2 separate regions of the Rattus norvegicus genome follow, and region 2 is linked to region 1. The links are chromatin contacts, called in public Hi-C maps. All regions are on one chromosome and are shown on one strand. The core of a region is the stretch at or near the end of the contact, and the rest is flanking DNA. Distances in the headings are between cores, read along the strand shown. Region 1 holds the start of Mkx (mohawk homeobox). Region 2 overlaps Mpp7 (MAGUK p55 scaffold protein 7).

Evidence for each region. A called contact is a pair of places that touch in the nucleus more often than the background predicts.
Region 2: a Hi-C map of psoas muscle shows a contact between it and region 1, with 2.2 times the contacts expected there. The contact joins the enhancer-like site here to the promoter of Mkx in region 1. A contact is called at or near these places in 3 of 12 Hi-C or Micro-C datasets (the Rat2 cell line, hepatocytes and psoas muscle).

Annotation. Positions count from the first base shown.
Region 1 is chr17:59,847,094-59,852,689 of GRCr8, forward strand. It overlaps Mkx (mohawk homeobox), which reads right to left and starts at 4,067. Exons shown (of 7, transcript XM_017600733.3): 1 at 3,930-4,067; 2 at 1,711-1,983; 3 at 1-16. The coding sequence starts at 1,898.
Region 2 is chr17:60,286,455-60,292,771 of GRCr8, forward strand. It overlaps Mpp7 (MAGUK p55 scaffold protein 7), which reads right to left. Exons shown (of 16, transcript NM_001100575.1): 2 at 1,556-1,674. Among named protein-coding and RNA genes, the nearest start is that of Mpp7, 43 kb to the right of the region's middle. Within about 2 kb of position 1,372, at least 9 of the 93 cell types and tissues checked have an H3K27ac peak or open chromatin away from gene starts, as enhancers often do.

The DNA.
Region 1 (5,596 bases), core at 2,817-5,316:
CCCTCCAGGCCTCGCCCTGGGACGTGAGGAGAGGAGAGGGACGTGTTAGCGGAACCTTTTCGGTGATGTCAGCACCCTCCTCAGGATTAACCGCAGAGCACTCCCATCCCACAATCGCCCAGTAACCCACTCTAACAGCCCCCCAAAGCAAGGACAAAACAAGAAAAGGAAATCCTACAATTTCTCCTCGGTATGAGCACCGGCCCCTCCTGTGCACCTTTCTGAATAGCTAGCTGGCGACGGAATCACGCACCAAATGCAAAGCCTTATATTTATACTGAAAGGGGTAGCTATTTTGATCCCATTAAGGCAAGGGTGTGGGGGTAGGGACGAATGCCACGTGGTTGGAAAACCGTTCACTAGACTTCAGATCTGGACTCAGAGCTGACACTTTTTGCGACCTCTCCTCAGGGGAGGACCAGCCCTCCAAATTCTCTTGCTCTGGGTCACCAGTGGTCAAGGAACACACACTAGACGCCGGAAACAAAGCCAAAGAAGATGGCCTAGGCTCTATGAACTCTCGTTTGTTTCTCTTAATGCTCTGAAAATGCGAGACGCTGGAAAAAGAGCAGACCCTACAAAGCGCTATGTCCTTTCTCTCTTTAAGAGCATGAAAAGCAAGCACAAAGCGTTGTCCCAACAGCTAAATTTTTGTTAAAGAAAGAAAGAAAGAAAGAAAGAAAGAAAGAAAGAAAGAAAGGAAGGAAGGAAGGAAGGAAGGAAGGAAGGAAGCAAACAAGCAAGCAAAGAGAAAAGGAAAAGGAAAAGAAAAAGCCCTCAGGAAAGCAGACTCCTAGGAGGAACACGTAGAGCAGCTGGCCCTGGAGCCGGCCCTGGGTGCTGCGCTCCCGGGAGGCTCCGGGAGGTGTCGCCGCGCCTCTGCGAGCGCTCCCACCCCCAGTTCCCGTTCGTGTGACTGAGCCCCTGCCTCAAGGGCGTGAGCTTCATCAAACTTTGAAACGCAATTCCACCCGCGCTGACTGATAATAACAGCCTAATCTCTTTTAGCAACCAGCGGTGCTGCAAAATAAGCAGCTGGTGCCGTGGTTCTGGAGAGGGCCGGCAGCTTTAGGTGCCGCAAGGACCTGGCCGGGCACACACTGCGCTGCAAATCCCGGTACTGGAGCAGAGAGAGGGCTCGCCCCGGAGTTCCCGGGCCCTGACAACCCTCTTAGCTCCAGGAACAGAAAGACTACAGGTCGGTAGCCTTTTTCTCCGGGCTCGCCGCGGGCCCCGCCGAGCCGTGTGAGCCAAGGACGCCATGGGGGGAGTCCGCCTTCCCAACATCTAGCCCCAGGCCGGGTTAAGATCCTCGGGTAACAGAAAAGGAAGCTCCCGAGGTCTCACCTGGGAACCATCTGCTTGACTCCACCTTGTCACAGCGCACAGCGCTCAATCTGCTCCTGCTATACTGCAGAGGAAGCAAGAAACTGAGCCTGGTCGCTGAGTACCAAGGCACCCCAAGGTATGGGAAGACTCGGCGCCAACTCAATTTTTATTAAGCCTCCTTCGCACTGTTCTAAGGAATTAATCCCCCCAGTTTCGAGATGGTAAATCCTTAAGAACCTGGCGTGCGGGTCCAGGAGACGTAGATCTGCCCTCTTGGGGGAAGCTGCGGACTCCTGATCTTGTTACACTTCACACACCCGCTTCTCGCCGCCCCTACCCTTTTGAATTAGTGGGTCAGCATCGGACCGAGCATGAGCATACCCGGTCCTCCGGTGTCTCAGGCTGAGGTTGTCCTTGAGGGGCGGGCCGTCTGGAATGCCCACCTCCGGGCCTGTATGTGGATTGTCCAGGACGCCGCCGTATGGCCGGCTGCCACGTTCCCGATCTGGGGTGCCTCGGTCGTCAAAAATCACAGCTCCCCCAAGCTTGTTAAAGACGATGGTATTCATGGTAAGGGCTGACAGGGACGCGCGGCGGCCTTGCCGCAGCGCCTCAGAGTCCGGCCACCAGGAGCTCCGCAGCAGGGCTCGGGTTCTAGAAGACGAAGACGCAGCACGTTACTTCCGACCGTGCCCAGGTTCCCGCAAGTCAGGAGCCCTGAACTTGGTGGGGCTGCTGGGCCGCTGAGCTGAGGGGAGGGGCTGTATTGCGGCTAGTGACCAGGGAACACCCTTCTTCCATACATAATCATACAGCACTCCTGGGACAGTCCCCTACCCTTCTCTGGTTAATCAAGCTCCCACACCTCTAGGAACTTCAAACAAATAATTTACCTACTGAGGAAAAGCAATGTCCAAGGAACTTTCAGTCTCTAAGAGAAACACAATCAGGACAGCGGAGCAGAATAAACAAGTAAGGGAAATGTTCACTAAGCACCACACAGATTAAAGCCTCTTCTGGGGTATCCGGAGGTTGGAAGGAATAGAGGATTTTAAAGTAACATGAATAGATAATTGCATCCACAAGGATGCGTCAACGCGCCCGAGATCTTGGTGTCAGGATTTTCATGTTTTCTAGATGCTGGGCTGTATGGCGAAGAACCCTGCGTCTTTCGGTTAAACTCTCCCGGTGGGATAAGGGCAATGGGAAGTTGTGAACAGAGCCCCAAACCTGAAAATTAAATGGTCTCAGGACAAAGATGTCACAGATACCCCCACCCCCAGCGAAGGTGCCAGGTCCTGTGTCCCTGGAGATTACAGGTCCGCAGGAATTCGAGCCCATTTGGGACGCCAGAAGCCTCCAAGTTGGCAGAGACCCGCACATCTTTCAGACTGTGGGCTCCGGAACAGCCCGGGGCTCACCTCTGGAGTTAGGGTGCCTCGGGCCTCAGCCCGCCAGGTGCGGATATCCGGAGCAAGGCCGCGGGGCTGTAAAATACCCGCAATACTGTAGCGAGAATCGGAACATGCCCACTGGCAGGATCTCCCTCCACCCACCCCCCCCCAGCGCGCGAGCGCACACACACACACACACACACACACACACACACACACACTGAGCGCAACTCCAGGTAGCTCGGTCTACTCAGAGCTGCTCACACAGCGCTGCCAGCACCCCTTCAAAACACACACACACACACACACACACACACACACACACACACACAGCTTCTCCGGTACTCGGCGCCTACACTCGCCAACGCCGCCCTCCCCTTCCTCTTGTCACCACAGTGGCTGCCACACGCGACATTTAGGACAAGCCACAGCAACTAGGCGACAGCCACGGTCAGTGTTGGTGTAGAAAGTGAAGTCAGACCTCCGGTGGCCACTGCGTCGTGCCCTAGGGCTGAATCCTGCGCAGGCAGGTACAGGCCTGTAGTGCGCACCCAGCCTCGTCGATAAGTGTCAAAGCAAGTTTGGGAGCCTGGCGCCCCCATCCCAGTGATTGGCACTCACGCCTCCTTGTGGGTGTAAGCGTCCTCCCCCAACCCCATACCATTCCACCCCTTTCCACCAGTCCAGTCCTAAATGCAACAGCGCGCTTTCTAAGCAAAGCCTTGGTGAGCTTTGCCACCTAGGACCTTTCCCACAGTCTGCAAACACCGCCATGCTCCAGCTCTGCGACTGCAGGCGCTGTGGCAGAAGAGCCCTGAACCGGTGTGAGGCACGAGGCAGTTGAGACCTGCGGTTCCTAATTCTTCATGGGTGTCCGTAAGAGGTCCCCAAATACTCCCTATCAGCCCCGGCGCCCTACACTTACCCAGATACGCTCTTAGCAGTGCTGACCAGCGCGATCCCTGCAGAACTGCCCCGCGGATAATTCGAAAGCAAAGCGAGGGCGGCCAGGTGGGTTGCTAGCTACTTCCCATACCCACCATGAAGCTTTGACCGACACACGGGGCGGGTCCCCCACAAGACCTCAGAGGGAGGTGGGGGAGGGGAGGGCAGAGCCCGGGTGTGCAGAGAGCAGGGGAGCAGCGGCGCCCCCAGTCTGGGTGAGCCTAGGGTTCAGCGCTCCTGGGAGGGGACTCGGGGCCGTACCTATGGCCGCGAAGACCTCAGCCAGTGGCTGGTTGTCCGGTCTCAGGACTAGGCACACTCCCATCCCCGCCGCATGTTCTCGGCGCAGGCTCCAACGCGCTCACCGCGGCCACCGGCGTCGTCTCGGCTTTATTTACCCAGACAGGCGCGCGCGGCCCGGGAACCGGAATACCGAAGCCTTCTCATGTTTCCCGACTGCCCGGCCCAGCCCGCGAACATCCCGCGGGCGCGGTATCCATGTTCCCGGGCGGCGAGAGAGGAAGCGATCGCGTCCGCCGGGCAGCGGGAGCTGCTGTTAACTCCTCGCGTAGACGCTGCCTCCGGCCACGCCGGGAGTCCCGGGCGGTCGCATCCTCCCAGCGGGGCAACGCTCCCGGATGCTTTCGCCTAGCAGCGCCCAGCAAGACCGGTTCTTTCTTTCCTCTTGCGCTCAGAGAAGCAATAGGAGAAGCTGTCCGGAGCCCGGGGCTCGCGTCACCAGTACAGAGGTTGCGGTGCAAATCCTGTGTCTTAACTGCTCCTGGTGCCGGAAATGTCACCAAGCTAGGCCGGGAGCGTGAAGGCGGTGAAGACGCCCCAGGCGTTTCCCTCCTGATTACCAGGAGGTTAAAGCTTCTTGCACCTGGGAACCCCTTTTGGTGTCGCTAGGCTGGCCGGCGAAGTCCCGGCTGTGGAGGGCAAGGCCAGGCAAGCGTCCGCTTCGCGGGAAGAGCACTGCAGAGGTAGAAATGCGGGAAGGCAGAGCGGGAAGACAGGGGTGGGGAAAGGAGAGCTCAGGTGCCTGTGCTGCCATAGCCAGGTGTGCAGCAGACCGAGTGCGAGGAGACTTGGATCTACAAGCACCCCAGGCTTAGAACCTAAATTCATATGGAGCAAGGCGAAAGAATGGCTGCAACATTCTCTAAGGTGTGATTTGTAGTCTAGCAAAGACTGCGCGGTTGGATGGGAGAAGCTTCAAGAAATTGTGACAGCTCAGAGGGTCACGGAGATGGAACACGAAGTCGCCTGCGCTCTAGTGGCTGGGCCCTGCTATTCTTGGTACCGCTATGTCTTTTAAGAGCTAAAGAAGATTTTAAAAAGAAAAAATGCCTGAAAGAATTAGCATCCTTTGGACTTTTCTCCCTTAATGATAGCCACACAGGGCTGATGCAGAGCCCCGTCTAAGAATCTGCCTTTTATATGGTCTAAAAGTGACTGAAATATATAATAAATATATAATAAAGCTGATATTTCCAGAACTAATCTCACCCTCGATTCTTCAAAGTTGCTATCTCCTCAATTAGTGGCAAGGAACTCAGCAAGGCACGATTTAAATCAGGAAGAGACTGGCTTTTTTTCCCCCACTCCAGGCAGTTGTGCACTAGGGTTTAATCGATCGCCTTTTGTGCTGTTCCCGGGTTTCTGTTATATGATGTTCCTTGGCCATGCTGCATTGCTGCCTTTTGCGCTGCGCTTGTGATTCGCAGACACTACCTCAGCGGCTTAAACCCCAGGGACAAATCTGACCATTTCCAACCACGGATTTTCAGAGGGGAAGCTTCCCAACAGAGGCAAGTACAGCTGACAATCCGTAGGAAGAAAGTACATTCTCTTCCGCGGTCTCTGTAAAGATGCTCGGGAGGCATTGGGGTGCAACCTTCCCTTCTGACCTACTTCTCTGCAGCTGC
Region 2 (6,317 bases), core at 122-2,621, 440 kb after region 1:
CTTTTAACAGCTGTGACCACCACTTCCAGAGTTCTTAGACCTTGTATGTGCTCTGATAACCTTTTCCTCAATACTTAATAAATCTGCCCGACTTACATGGTTATCCAAGAACCAAGCTAATCACAGTTTTACAAAAATTGTCAACTTGCTGATGCACATTCTGACTTCTACTTTTGGTAGTGAAATTACAGCTATGTGACAAATAAACAAACATTATATTTGGGGAAATGTTTACTTAATGACTCAGGGATGATGCCAATTCAAATACACCTTATTCCTTTAGGCAAAAGCTAAAATCAGTGTGCATATGTCTGTAGCTCCTCAACCTCCCCACATTCGACACAGAAGCATCATCATCATCATCATCATCATCATCATCATCATCATCATCATCATCATCATCATCATACCAAGGCATGAATTACTCAGTTGTGATCCAAAGACCACGTCTCACTTGCCCCAAGAAATTAACTAAGCTGCCTGAAATGAATTACAGCATAAAGACATGTTGGATATTGCACCGTTAAGAAAAAGATAAATGGACGAATCATCTCTGTGCTTTAAAGGCGCTGCTAGGGGAGCACCGCACGTTGACTCTGGCCTCTCGAGTACTGCTGCCATTCACAGCAGACAAATTTCCGGAAAAGAAACACACAGACCATCCCATCCTATAAACAGTGGCAACTCAGAAGTAAGTTTTCAAATATTACGTATCAGTTAAAAGTCTCCCATCCTAACAGGCAACCATAACAAAGTTAGCTGAATAAAATCGGTCCAGATTTCAGGGAGCCATGGGCATCTAATCCTACAGACACAAGGAAAGACCCATCGCTCCTTTCAGCTTGAGTTAGAGGAGAGAAAACACAGCTCCTATTTCCAGAAACAGGAGTGGCATGGATTCCAGTGAGCTGCTTCTTCTCGTTTTACTATTTTAAGAGTGCTGGTCACTCCCAGTGTTTCTCTAAGACGGGGATCTGGTTCCCAGTGGCTGATGGTTCTCGTGGTGGGATGCTTTCCTTACAACAGTCTCCAAAACTGTTTTCGTTCCTATTTAGCTCCACTGTATTTATCTACAAAATACCATTTCAATGGAGTCAGGCCAATAAAAGAAACAGCTTACTAGAATTTCAGTTGACTTTGTTAAAGGAAATTATTTTAAATTAACGTGGCTTCTGGCCTGCTGCCGTTCCTGACCTCAGAACACATATTCCTTCTCATTTCTGCTGTGAACATTTGTTTATTTAAGTGAAATTCCAGCTCGAGAATGTCGACCATAACGGAGTCTCAACCTTCCTGCCACTATTCCGTCCTTTGTCTAAACAAGGGCAGCTGAGCACTGCCGCATTAGCACGCACAGCCACATCGCTCCCTTCAGTGAAGTCATGTATGTATTTTTGGTAAGATCTTTAACAACTTCCACACCCCGGCCATGAAATAGAACAAGGCTGTTTTGTTTTGAGACAGTAACAATTTCATCTTTGGTCTACTAGATGGCACTCGAAATATTTTTTCCATCTGCTTTTTGCAAAGAGAAGCTGACATCAGTGTGGTTTACCTTGACCAGTGAATGCAGGCTTTTTTCACCAAACATGTCCCAGAGGAAGGTCAGGTCCTCCTGGCTATCCACATGTGGCTGCAGCTGGGCAGGCAGAGCAGCCAACAGCTCGTACAGACCTATAAAATGAAAATAAAACACAAAGTGTAATCTTAGGATGATCCCATTAATTTCACTGGAGGTGTATGCGTAAGTGACGGCTGGAACGTGTCATTTTTACTGGATTTATATTCTGGGCCATCAAGCAAACAGTGCTCTCAAAAAAGCAAAGGAAGTGTTTTGATTTTTAAATTTCAAAGAAGTATATATTAAGAGAAGGTTTTTTTTTTACCTTTCATACTTGTCAACATTATGCAAGTTTACATAACCTGAGACAGATAATGTATACCGTTCTTCAAAAATAAAAAAGAAAGAAGAGAGAAAGTCACGCTGTCCTTTCCTTGACTGTTACTACATTCCGCTCTTGTTAGCCAAGGAGTGGAGTGAGTCACAAGGAGGAAAAACTTCTTTGCACAGTTACAACAAAGAGGTCCACAAAAAGGCTTTGTAGTTGGCAAGGAAATTCTAATAACATAAAGCTTCAAAACATTTGCATTGTCTACGATGCAAATGAAGCTCTGACTGGTGGGCCAGAATTGACCTCACACGGTGATTCCTGGGCTGCTCCACCACAGTGGACTATGGCTTTTTGTTGGGACTGTGCAGAACACTGCTTACATCTGTGGTGTATAAAGTTTATTGGCTTCTCCTCTGGTAGCAGACACAGATTGCTGTGGCACACCTCGAATGAGATGCTAGAGGGAGACAAATGCTAGAGACAGACAGAAGCACAGCATTCCGTAGGAGGCCGCCACAGAAACCATCCATCTCAGTCGCAGACTCTAGTCCAAAGACTGCCCCAGCAGTGCTTGTTCATGACTCCTGAGGGAGGCGACCTGGCAGAAGTCAGTATCAGTTCCCAGCACTTGGTGCATCTTCCAGGGGAATTACATGAGGTAAAAAGGACAAAATTCCTTTTATTTCTGTCTACTGTCTACAAAAACACCGAGACCTCCCGAGGCAGGCAACACATGTAAGGGCTGCCTTTCATCATAGTGAAAATGTTATAAGATGCTTAACAAGCAAAGACCAGTAAATTATGGACTCTTGATTAGCATAGCGACTATCTTTCTAACACATGTCAGTCCTAATTCGTGGGCAAACACATGAGGCACCGCTCTAAAGGTAGGTAAGTAACTGTGAATACCTGATTAGATCCAAATGCCCCTGTATTTAGCCACCCACCAAAAAAGTCATAGAAATAACCTTAAATTAGACTGTGAAAAACTCCAATTAAATTACTAAGTATTCTTGATATTTTCCATTAATTCTCTTTTAAAAAACCTGGCACTCTGCCTAAACCAAGTCTTCTTTAAAGTTAAATAAAGACGAACATTTCTCAGCATAACTGCACCTACGGATACTCAGAGATGAGTATCCTCTGTCCTGTCCCAGCTCCCACAGAGATATACCCCCAAACTCAGTAATAGCCCAGGGTCAGTGGTAATGCCAGAGACTTAGAATGTAAAATTAAGAAAACAGGGTACAATTTTTTTCTATTGATTTCAGAAGTTGTAAAAGAAAACAACTTCTGAAATGAAGCTCAGGTTTAATTAAGGATAGTAAATCAACTTGGTTGGGAACTACATGGCGTCATTGCTGGGAAGGCTACGTCAGTCAATATACAAGGAGGCCCAGCATGCAATAAGACTACAACACAGTCCATATGCAACTCGGCCCTGTCTAGCTACTGATTACTGTAATTCGGTAAAACTGATCAGTATTATTGAAAAGCCAAGAGAGATCAATATTGGATCCCCATGTCTACATTTGAAGTTTTTATTTCCTGTGATTTAGCTGAGCCTTATCTCATTTGTGATCAAGAGCAAACAGTAATGTGTGCAAACACGTAACAGTGAGTAAGTGTCCCAGAGTGCTGGACGCTGCTTCAAGCTACTACAGCAGAGTGCTACTGATGGGCAGTTTATAAACAGTGCAAGAGTACTTGTCAGGAAGTCAGTCATGGGGAAGATGCCTTGTGCGGGCATCTGTATTGTCATCCCATAGTAATATACAGCAATGGGTGGGAGGGTGACAGAACATCGATTGTGACAAGCTTACTCCTGCACTAGCAACATTCGCTCATCCTTGAGGGATGAATTCTATTAAGGGCCTCGTGTTCCTCTCGTGTTCCTCATACTGTTACCCCAAGAACTAAGCTGCTGGCACACGAACGTTGGGGGGACACATTTAAGTCATAGCAGGTTGTATCAATTACAGTTTCCTGGCTGCCACATTCTGCTGTGGTCGGTACAAGATGTTAAACTGGAAGGAAGTGGGTGACACACAAGTCTGTATCATTTCTTACATTAACACGCGAATCTATAGTGATCTCAAAATAAAAAATAGCAACACGAAAATTTTAAGGTCAAATCGTTGTCTTAGAATTTCAATGGAATTCTGGGGCTCCAAGCCCAATGTCCGTGGTATAAAATAGCATTCTTTCCTCAATGCATCTTCCTCTAGAACAAAACACCTCTGTATTCCAAGGTTCAGAGTCAAAACAGCTTCAACAGACATTCCAAGTGGATATGACAGCACACTTCTTTCCACATGGAAAGTGTTAACTCCACACAAGTATTGCCTATATTTTGTAAAAACAAGTCATTTTATACTTTGAACATTAAAAAATAATTTTCCTGCTAGCTGAGGCTCCTAAATCTGAGTTTTCTGGCTTTTCTAGCATGACACAATGCTTACTGATATGTTACCACCACAGTCTGCCTCTCCAGTGACAACCACAGTCCTTCCCCTTCGGCTGCCTGATCTGGAAGCCACAACCAATGCCAGAAGAGACGGGAGAGTGTCAACCACTAATAAAAGCATGGTGACAGAGCCAAGAGGCCGGAGGCATGTAGTCTCAAAGAAGGAGGTACAGGTTCCAGAAATCAGCAGTCCGTGAAGAGAGTGGAGTCTGCTCTGATGTGGGACTGAATGTACGGTTATATTCGAGTCCCAACAGTGAAGAATGTTCTTCAAGTTCAACTCAATGCTTTTAGATCTAGATGTTTAGAGGGAGGGCACATCTTTAATTTTTTTTTCTTAACCTACTCGTGGTCTCTGAACATAGAGGAAAGGAGTCAGTTCCTGTCAAGGAAGAAATAAAGACAGAAATAACGTATAAATTAGGTGTTTATGATTTGAGCCCCTCCTCCTCCCAAAAGCCCGGGTTGGGAACTCACCAGTGTAGTAGCACATTGAGAGGTAGGGGTGACTGGGCCATGAAGATGGTGCCTTCAGGAATTAACATTATCACCTAAATTGACTTCTTACACTGTAGGTGCAAATTCTTTATAAAAAGCAACTTCAGCCTCCTCTTTACCCTCTTCTCTTCCCTTGGGCCACACAATAGGGCCCACCCTTGCTGTCCCACACTGCCCCAGCAGTGTTCAAATAGCTGTTTAGAACCACAAGATAATAAACTTCTTTATCTTATGAATTAGTCAGTCCCTGAGGCGTGGGTAAAATCACAGTATCAAACAATGTGTGTGTTTACCCCACAGCACGGTTTCCTACATCTTCTTTGTGCCTTGGGTGGTTATTAAATAAAAGGAAGGTTACAAACACAAGTGCCATGACCTTATGACCGAAGATCCTGTACATAAGGCCAAGTACGTAACTAAGGAGCAAGTAGCACCCAATGTGGATGCACTGGACAGAGGGGTGGCTCACACTCCAGGTGGGATGACTAAGGGGCAGGTAGCACACAGTGTGGATACACTGGACAGAGGGGTGGCTCACACTCCAGGTGGGATGCTGCAAAATTTTATCACCCTGCTGAAGAAGATGAATTGTTTATTTCTGGAATTTTCCATTTAATATTCTCAGAGCACAGTTGATGGTAGATAATGGAAACTACAGAAAGCAGTCTTTGGAAACTACTATATTCTCTTTGGCAGCACAAAATGGGCTAAGTCTTTTTAAAGTAAATTCCTAAGAATCGACGTCTACTGAAGTCTTATGTTCATATCGCCATGCTAGCAAGCAGAATCAAGAAAACCTCTTTCTCTGACTCTAGCATTCTCATGATCTCTGGTAATATACAACAGAGGTTGAGGACAGACAGGTGGATATACAAACATAAAACAGCCATAAATGTAAGAATCTCCTATTTCCCCAAGACGATTTGGATCCAAAATATGTCTTCTAAGTACATAATTAAACTGGAGATAGTCTATATGAATTTTAATTTGTAATTGTGGCTAATAAGCTAAACATCAAATTCATTTTTTGCCATTCAGATAAAACATCATGGTTTTGTAGAACACCTATGAGTTCCTTATAACTTAGGAACTGAAACCTTCAATTGTGTAATGTCTAAAGGAATTAACGTTGCCATCCAAATCGGCTCCTTACGGGGTGGGAGGGGGGTGCGAATTCATTATAAAAAGTAAGGTAAACCGACACGGATGTTGCACTCCTGCCACCTTTACGTGCTTCATGGAGACACTAAAGGCTTCACGACGTCTTCCTCACTTCTAGAATTAGAATATATCATTTTTGCCTCTGGAGAAACTGTGTAAGATCTGACCTATTGTCACGGCCTGTGAGGTACTACCACTATAAACTGTATTCTGCTGACTGGATTTTTGCTTCTCACTTGGGTGCATATTTTATTATCTCTACAATGGGACCACTTAGTTAATCTTTACATATCTTAGTG